2 separate regions of the Ovis aries genome follow, and region 2 is linked to region 1. Evidence: chromatin contacts called from public Hi-C data. All regions are on one chromosome and are shown on one strand. The core of a region is the stretch at or near the end of the contact, and the rest is flanking DNA. Distances in the headings are between cores, read along the strand shown. Region 1 has its middle 24 kb from the start of TRNAC-ACA. Region 2 holds the start of PIK3CB (phosphatidylinositol-4,5-bisphosphate 3-kinase catalytic subunit beta).

The links. A called contact is a pair of places that touch in the nucleus more often than the background predicts.
Region 2: a contact with region 1 is called in a Hi-C map of tail adipose tissue, with 5 times the contacts expected there. The contact joins the promoter of PIK3CB here to the enhancer-like site in region 1. A contact is called at or near these places in 9 of 16 Hi-C or Micro-C datasets (blood, hypothalamus, muscle and 3 more).

The regions. Positions count from the first base shown.
Region 1 is chr1:250,868,838-250,873,559 of ARS-UI_Ramb_v3.0, forward strand. No RefSeq gene overlaps it. Among named protein-coding and RNA genes, the nearest start is that of TRNAC-ACA, 24 kb to the right of the region's middle. Within about 2 kb of position 1,919, at least 43 of the 54 cell types and tissues checked have an H3K27ac peak or open chromatin away from gene starts, as enhancers often do. A contact at or near this core is called in hypothalamus and tail adipose tissue, where this site is marked.
Region 2 is chr1:250,945,348-250,950,069 of ARS-UI_Ramb_v3.0, forward strand. PIK3CB (phosphatidylinositol-4,5-bisphosphate 3-kinase catalytic subunit beta) reads left to right here and starts at 1,963. Exons shown (of 23, transcript XM_042236388.2): 1 at 1,963-2,171.

The DNA of each region.
Region 1 (4,722 bases), core at 669-3,168:
AAGTGGCCACAGGACTGGTCAGGTGTCATTACAATCCCAAAGAAGGAAGATGCCATAGAACATTCAAACTATTGCACAATTGAACTCCTTTCACATGGTAGCAAGGTAATGTTCAAAATCCTCCAAGCTAGGCTTCAGAAGGACATGAGCTGAAAACTTCCAGATGTACAAACTGGGTTTAGAAAAGGCAGAGGAACCAGAGATCAAATTGCCAGCCTCCATTGGATCATAGAGAAAGGAAGGGAATTCCAGAAAAACATCTGCTTCATTGACTACGTGAAAGCTTTTGACTGCAGATCACAACAAACCGTCGAAAATTCTTAACAAGCTGGGAATACCAAACCACCTAACCTGTCCCCTGAGAAACCTGTATGCAAGTCAAGAAGAAATAATTAGGGACCTTCCTGGCAGTCTAGTGGTTAAGACTTTACCTTCCAATACAGGGGGTGCATGTTCGATCCCTGGTTGGGGAGCTAAGATCCCACATGTCTCATGGCCAAAAAACAAAACATAGACCAGAAACAATATTGTTAACAAATTCAATAAAGACTTTGAAAATGGTTCACACATACACACACAATATTAAAAAAAAAAAGAAATCGTTAGAACTGGATATAGAACAATGGACTGGTTCAAAATTGGGAAAGGAGTATGTCAAGGTTTATATTGTCCCCCTGCTTATTTAACTGACGTGCAGAGTACATCATGCGTAATGCCAGGCTGGATGAATCACAAGCTGGAATCATAATTGCCAGGGAAATATCAACAACTTCAGATGAAACCACTCTAATGGAAGAAAGTGATGAGGAACTAAAGAGCCTCTTGAGGGTGAAAGAGGAGAGTAAAAAAGCTGGCTTTAAACCCAACATTCAAAAAACAAAGATCATGGCATCTGATCCCATCACTTTATGGCAAATAGATGGGAAACAGTGGAAACAGTGACAGATTTTCTTTTCTTGGGCTCCAAAATCACTGCAGACAGTGACTATAGCCATGACTACAGTGACTGTAGCTTGCTCCTTGGAAGGAAAGGTATGACAAACTCAGACATACTAAAAGCAGAGACATCACTTTATAACAAAGATCTGTCTAGTAAAAAAGCTATAGTTTTTCCAGTATTCATGTATGGATGTGAGAGTTGGACCATAAGGAAGACTAAGTGCTGAAGAACTGATGCTTTCAAATTGCTAGAGAAGACTCTTGAGAGACCCTTGGACAGCAATGAGATCAATATAGTCAAACCTGAAGGAAAACAACCCTGAATACTCATTGGAAGGAACGATGCTGAAGCTGAAGCTCCAATACTTTGGCCACCAGACATGAAGAGGTGACTCATTGGAAAAGACCCTGAAAAGACCCTTTCCCAGAAAGATTGAGGGCAGGAGGAGAAGAGGGTGACAGAGGATGAGATGGCTTGATGGCATCACCGACTCAATGGACATGAGTTTGAGCAAGCTCCAGGAGATAGTGTAGGGCAAGGAAGCCTGGTGTGCCGCTGTCCATGGGGTCGCAGAGTCAGACACGACCTAGCAACAACAACAGCACCGAATACCACCTTAACATGCCTATTCCAAATGATCCAATCACGAAGTGAAATAGACCCAGGGATCCTGTGTTAACGGCAGGAGGGCAGAGCCTGGGAAGTGACGCCAACACCGGGATCCCTGTGCTCAAAGAGCCCCTCAAGGCGGTGGTGGCGCCAGTGGTAAAGAACCCGGCTGCCAATGCAGGAGAGGTAAGAGACATCCCTGGCTGGGGAAGATGCCCTGGAGGAGGGCATGGCAACCCACTCCAGTGTTCTTGCGAGGGGAATCAAGTCAGGGAAGACTGAAGCGACTCAGCATGCACGTACAAGGCGCACATGGGCTGCGGGACGCGGGCTTCGGCCGCCAGGTGGCGTCCTGACCTCGGCGCGGGCAGGCTCTTCCTTCCCAGTAGGTCGTAGGGCAGGGCTTCCACCAAACCAAGCCCGAAGCGACGCGCCCAGTGCCCGCCGACCGTGGAGCCCGAACGCAAACACGGAAGCCCCGCCTGCCTGATCTCAAAGCCCAGGACAATGCCGAGGGACTTCGTGTCCCAGGAGGACATAAGCACGGCACTCGTCTCCGCCTTCTGACCTCGCTCCTCGCCTCGCGAGGTGTGGGAGGAAGGGAAAGAAGATAACACTCGAAGGGGTCCGGAGGAAAAGCAAGCATGTCCCAAAATGAGGGGACCTCGAAACTGAATAAACATGTCTTGCGGATGACGCGGAGGAAGAAGTCGTCAAGATTCTGACCTCCCTTCCAATTCCCTGTCGGCCCCGCCCCTCACTTCGCCCTTCCCCAGTCCTCCTTCCTCTTTCCGCCACGGCCGAAAACAGAAGTATCTGAAAGTCGGGAAGAAGCGGCCGGAGAGCTCGCGGGGTCCCCAGTGCGCAAGCAAGAGGGAGGTCCCTCCGCAGCCCCGCGCGGCTCCTGCTCCGCCCGCAGGGAGGCCGCCAGGAGGCGCTGTGGGGCGGGCGGGCCGCGTCTCTGAGAGCACTGGCTGCCTCTTCTAGAAATTTCCTTAAAAGATGCAAGTGACCTTCAGCCCCGCCCCGAGAGCATCTCCAGCCTCCTAGGCCCAGTCAGGTTTCCTATCGGGCCTTGAGGGCAGGTCCTCTGTCCCACTGGCTGCTGCAGCTCCAGCTCCTGGAACAGAGAAGAATAAGCGCCATCTTCACCAAATATTGTCTGAACTGCTAGTAAGGCCAGGAAATGTCCTTGGCACTGATGATAAATGAGTGATTAAAACAAACAAAGCCACTTCCTTTGTGAAGCTTATATTCTGTTGTGGAAGAGAGAAGGGGAGACCAAGGAGATAAGCAATAAAATAGAAGTGGTAAAAGTAGTAAATAGGTGTCAGAAAGGGATAGGTGCAATGGAGAAAAAGAGTAAGAGGATTATGGAACTGTAGGGTGATGTGGGGATTCTTGTTTTATACAGGATGGTCACAGAAGGCCTTTCTTATCAGAAGAAAACACTTCATCAGGGGCAGAGAGCAGCCACTCTGAGGTAAGAAGAGAAAAATAAGGAAAATAAGGAACACTTCACACTTGTATTAAATGAATTAATATCAAGGCAGGATTCCCTGGTGGTCCAGTGGTTAAAATTTCCCCTTTCAGTGCAGGGAGTACAGGTTCAATCCCTGATCCGGGAGCTAAGATCTCCCATGCCTCCTGCCAAAAAGCCAAGAGGCAAAACAGAAGCAATATTGTAACAAATTCAATAAAGACTTTAAAAATGCTCCATATCAAGGCAAGACCCCACACTGTGCAATGGCACTCCTGATGCCCCACTTCATCCATCCAATCATTTTATTTTTTTATTTTTTATTGATTTATTTGGAAGCACTGGGGATCTTAGTTCCCCAACCAGGTACCAAACCTCTGCATTGCAAGGCGGATTCTTAGCCACTCGACCACCAGGGAAGTCCCAATGATTCCTTTGGTTAGCAGCCCTCAGTCACCTACCTTCTTTATGGTGGACCTTATGCTGGGTGTATCGCATTTCTGTATACCCAAACCCAGGGTAGAAAATGAAGAAAACATATTCCTTGGAGGGGAAAGAGACCACCTTTATGCTCACTCTGGTAGGACCAGAGAATGACACAGCCTTCTTGGGAAGTGATTTAACAGCATCTCACTTTTAAATGTGGGCACACTTTGAACCAAATCCTCAGTCTGGGACTCCAAGCCAGGCCCCTCAGCATGGTGGTCAGGACCACTGACTGGAGCTAGACTGACTGGATTTTAACTCCAGCAGCATCTTATATCAGCTTTCCAGGTGGCTCACTGGTAAAGAATCTGCCTGCCAATGCAGGAGACACAGAAGACGAGGGTTCAACCCCTGGGTCAGGAAGATCCCCTGGAGAAGGAAATGGCAACCCACTCCGGTATTCTTGCCCAGGGAAATCCCATAGACAGAGGAGCCAGGTGGGATACAGTCCATGGGGTTGCAAAGAGTTGGCCACAGCTAAGCTCTACACACTAACGTCTCTTATCAGCCCTAGGACCCTGAAAATACTACTCACCTGTGCTTGAGCTTTCACATCTGTAACACTAAGCTAATAATAATATTAGCTAGCCTTTAGTAGTTTTCAGAAAATACATCACAAACGGCTTAGAGCAGTACCTGTCTTATTGCAAGTGTTCAATAAATGTTAGCCATTATTATTTGCTTAAGCAACTGTTTGCACACAAATGCAGGGTTTTGTTTGTTTGTTTTTTCAAAAGTCTTTATTGAATTTGTTGCAATGTTGCTTTTGTTCCATGTCTTGGTTTTCTGCCCAAGAGGTATCTTAGCTCCCTGATCAGGGATCGAACACTCACTCCCTGCATTGGGAGATGAAGTCTTAACTGCTGGACCACCAGGGAAGTCCCAAAAGTTCAAGGTGACTTCTTCACCACAATCCTCTCTGCAGTGAACTCCAGATTAGAGCAACCTCCGGAGGAGGCAATGGCACCCCACTGCAGTATTCTTGCCTGGAAAATCCCATGGATGGAGCAGCCTGGTAGGCTGTAGTCCATGGGGTCACTAAGAGTCGGACACAGCTGAGTGACTTCCCTTTCACTTTTCACTTTTATGCATTGGAGAAGGAAATGGCAACCCACTCCAGTGCTCTTGCCTGGAGAATCCCAGGGACAGGGCAGCCTGGTGGGCTGCCATCTGTGGAGTCGCACAGAGTTGGACATGACTGAAGCGA
Region 2 (4,722 bases), core at 713-3,212, 77 kb after region 1:
CAAATCTTTTGGAGGGCCAACATTTGACCTGCCACAGCATCCTTGGATCCCATCCTTGTAACTAGTGTTTTAATTTTTCAATAGGGTGGAGTTCATGTATTTCTTGGTCCTTGAATAAGTATATGTATTTAAATTTCAACAGATTACTCCTAGAAAGTTTGTGGCAACTTACAGTCCCATCAGAGCTTGTTTCCCCAAGTAGTATTGATTGGTCTTGTTAATGCTGGCCAATCTAATGAGTGAAAAATGGATTACTGTTTTAATTTGCTTTACCATGAATATTAGTGAAATAAGCATCTTTTTAATGAATCATTTGGATCTTCTCATCCATTAATTGCCTGCTTATACATGTTGCCTGTATTATAAAAACTTTCCTGTTAGCTCAGTTGGTAAAGAATCTGCCAAAGATGCAGGAGACCCTGGTTTGATCCCTGGGTTGGGAACATCTCCTGGAGAAGGGAAAGGCTATAGTCCATGGGGTCGCAAAGACAGGACTGAGCAACTTTCACTTCACTTCAAGTGGACTTTTAAAAAGCCAAATTTTCTTTTATTTAAAGTCACTCAGTCGTGTCCAACTCTTTGTGACCCCATGGACTATACAGCCCATGGAATTCTCTAGGCCAGAATACTGGAGTGGGTAGCCTTTCCCTTCTCCAGGGAATCTTCCCAACCAAAGGATTGAACCCAGGCCTCCCACATTGCAGGCAGATTCTTGACCAGCAGAGCCACAAAAGAAGGCCAAGAACACTGGAATGGGTAGCCTATCCACTTAGAGGGACTCACCTATGTTAGAGATATAGTGTGTTTGCCATGTTTGGTGCAGTTCTACTCCATCTATTTATTTCTTTTATAAAGAACTTGTCTTAGTGTGATTTCATGCAAAACTTGCAAAGTATTTAGCTATTTTTTTGGGGGGCAGGATGAGTCTGGGCTTCCTGTCTTAACGTTTCCCCTCACTAAAGTTATATTACTATTCTTTTAAAAAATTTGTCTGTTTTGTATATTTTTATGTCTATCTCTTCTGGAACCTAATTTTGGAATATGGCATGCCTCTAGATTTGACTACTTATGAAGCAATTAAATCAGGATCACTGATCAAATAAACTATTCTTTTATCACTGGCTTGTATGTCACCTTTGCTTTAATATTAGGTTTACTTGAGATTTCATCCCAGACTACTGGACTGTTTACCTGAGCTATTATTACACAACTTTACAACAGAGTACCTTTACAGTAAGTTAAAATTTTGGTTTTCAGTAAGAAATTCAAGTGAGCCATTAAGAAAGAGAACCATGAAATTTCCCAGTTGAGGTCAAAAGATAACAGGAGATAAGGTATGCGAAGAGAGCTGGGTAAACTGTAAGGCTTTGCAGATAAAGGCTGGTTGTTATCGCAAAAAAAATGAGCACACAGAAAAAGAATCCTGGGCTTGAAAGGCTGAACTTTTGCTCTGCTGGCCAATGCAGGGATTGAAGGGTCAGCGGCTGGGAGGCCGACCTAACATCCCCAACCCGCAGAACAGGAATGATAGAGCCGGAGAGGGAAAAGCAAAGTGCGTACCCAGGAACCTAGCAATCGGTTCAAAGTCGCAGAACTGGGGCCAGCGATTGAGAAGAGAAAGCCGGCAAGTAAACGTAGGAACAGAGGAATCTCTCGGAGGTGGCTGCGAAGGTCGAGGCAGGTGCTGGGTCTCTCCTGAAAGTAGCTTGCTGGGAATTCCCGATAGCAAGTCCTCCCAGAGCCGCAAAGAGAAGAACGGCCACAGAGCACCACCGCCACAGGGCGGGCAGCGGTGGAGAAAGAGGCGCGGGTTCCGCCTAACTCTCCTCCCAGCTGGGACCGGCGCGGCCCGGCCCGGACCGCAGATCGGGGATTGGCCGGAGCGGCGCGTGGGGCGGGGCGAGGGCTGCTGGGAGGTGGGGCGGGGAGGCGCGCGCGCGCGCGCGCGGGCACGGCGGCGTCGCGCGCGTGCTCCGTCGGTCGGTACGGCGGCGGCGGAGCTTGCCATGGCAGTGGGCGGCGGGCTGGTGTAGCGCCGCGCGGGGCAGGCGGTCGGCGATTGAGAGAGACGGGGATGGGGGCGCCGCAGCTGGAAGGTTGCGGCGGCCTGGTCTGCTGAACGCGCACCAGGAGCTGAGAGCGGGCGGCGGCGACGGCGGAGCGCTGAGCAGGTGAGTGCCGCGGCGCGGGACCCGGATGCGGCACGGCTGAGGCGCGGCGCGGTCGCGGCGGGCCTCTGAGGTGCCCCCGCGCGGGCCGCGGGCGCGCTCTTGCCCGCCACAGCCTGCGGCGCCGGCGACTGGGGTGCCCGCGCCACGCTTCCTGCTGGCGCCGCGGACAGCCGCTCGCCGGCCCGAGGGGGCGCCTGGCTCGCCTGCGGCCTCCCGGGCTCTCCAAGGTGAGCGGCGCTCCCCGGCCTCTGGGCGGCAGGGACGCGGCCGGGCGCCCCGGTCTGCCGGCGGTTTGAGTCGCTTTCAAGAGGGGCGTCTGCGGAGAGGCGGCGTCCTCTTTCCCTGCGTCTCTGCGGACACCAGCGAGCTGCCGACTCTCAGATGCCTTTTTGCGCAGTGTATTTTAGGGCCGGGGTTCCTGGACTGTTGGGATAGGGTGGTGTTTTCAGATCCCAGAGCCTCTGGTGACCAGTCCTGGGGCCTTGAATCTGGGTATCCGGATTTGTTAGAGGGAATAATTACACGAACTTCACCCGGGTTGTTGTGAAGCTAGCACAGGGTGATGTGCGTGACCGAACAGGGAGTGCTGGATCAGTGGGTGGCTATCAGGGGTAACTCCTGAAGCATCTTACCTTGTTAACTGTTTCTGATACCTGGTTGCTGGTGTACTTTTGGGGGGCACGCTTATTTCCGAAGTGCTTTGATGTTACAGTAACCTCTACTGAAGTTGCTTAATGTTAGAGCCTGTTGTCTTAACAGTAGCTAAGATCTTGGAGTCTCTCTCCTTTATTTTTTTGCGAAGGCTTTCTTGGAATACCTGTCTCAGGTACTGAATGGGGATTGCTGCTGAAATAAAACTGAGCGAATTTACCATTCTCTTCGGATGCAAGATGGTGGGACGCGTTAAACTTGAAGTGCTTTGCTGTTTAAAATCTTAAGTGCCACTTAAACTCTGTCACTTGTTACAGAGTATAAACAGAAGAATATGGAAACAGGCTTCTTTTTCTGCATTGCTACATACACGAAGGGAGTGACAAGTGGTTTTGTAAACATCATTGTGGGCAGTGTTACTGTCTGGTGAAGTCATCATAATTAAATTAGATGAGTACTTATTTTGAAGCACTGAATGGATGTTTGAAAATATGAGTCCTAATAAAATCATCGCCAACGAGTCAGAATTCTCAGCAGTTCATTAATCATTTGGGGATTTTTAGGTTACACTGTTAAGATTTTTATGGTAAAAGAACTGCTTAAGTGATGATAATGTAGAATCGGAGAGGGTGGTCAGGATAAAGATCTTCACTTAGTTTCAGAAGGCAAGTGTGGAACAAAGTTAAAATCTTAAACTTTAGAACTGAAATTTTATTCACCAAAGGAAAAATGGTTGAAACCGAAAACTTTGTTGTGCAATCTCTGATTCCCATCCTGAGGGTCTTCTGCCTTCAGAGAGTATTTTAGAGGTGGAGAAAATTGAGTTGGGTTTTGATTTATTTCCATCTTGCCCCTCTTGTCTGTATTTCCTACTTTTCTTAGAGACTGTCCAGAAAGGTTTTTGATCCAACTTGCTTTGTGACTGTAAACAAAATATATAGAAAAAATTAAAATTAACCTTGTAATCTAAATTAGGTACTTCCTTGTAGTCTAATTGTTGTTCTTCCTAAATTAAGACCTTCCCTGTTTCACTGATGAACCGAACAGTAAAAAGCACTACTAGTCACTGCGAAAAGGTCGAAAGTCACATCTTGGTTCTTAGAGCTGATTATTGTTTAGTCGCTAAGTTGACTTTTTGTGACCCCTTGGACTGTAGCCCGCCAGACTCCTCTATCCCTAGGATTTTCCGGGTAAAAATACTAGAATATCTTGCCATTTCTTTCTCCATGGTATCTTCTCAACCCAGGGATTGAACCGGCATCCCCTGCATTGGCAGAGGTTGACAGGTGAATTCTTTACCACTGAGCCACCAGGGAAGACTGGTTCTGGGTCCCAAATATCTGGGACTTTGGGAGGCCACCTGTATTTTTGGGCCTCAGTTTTTGTTTACAGAATTTGAGAGTCTCTGTGGCCAGGATTTGGGAGGGTTGTGGTTCATTAGAGAATCATTATATAAAGGAACCTTCCAGGATACTACATTTTTATGGTTTTCTTTCTCTTTATCTCTTCTGTTGACTTTTTCTTCTCTTACCGAATTCTGAACATCCTAATGCCTCAGGGCATCCAAGCCCATCTCTCTCTCCTTTTTTCCACTTCTCTCTGGGTGATCTCATCCTGTCTGGTGGTTTAAATACTACCACTGTGCTGTGGACTCTTCAGATTTTTATCTCCAGCCCTGACCTTCAGATTTCTTCTACCTGCCTATACATCTTCACTCCATTTGTCTATCGTAAAATTGACGTGTTCAAAGTGGAGCTCTTGATTTTCATTCTTCAAGCTATTCCTTCTCCAGCAGTCTGGATTTCATAAGAGCACCCGTCTGCCCCCTCTTCCATCTACTTAAGTGAAAAATCTGGTGGTCATTCTTTCTTTTCTTTCTTAAATTTTGGCTGCCCTGAGT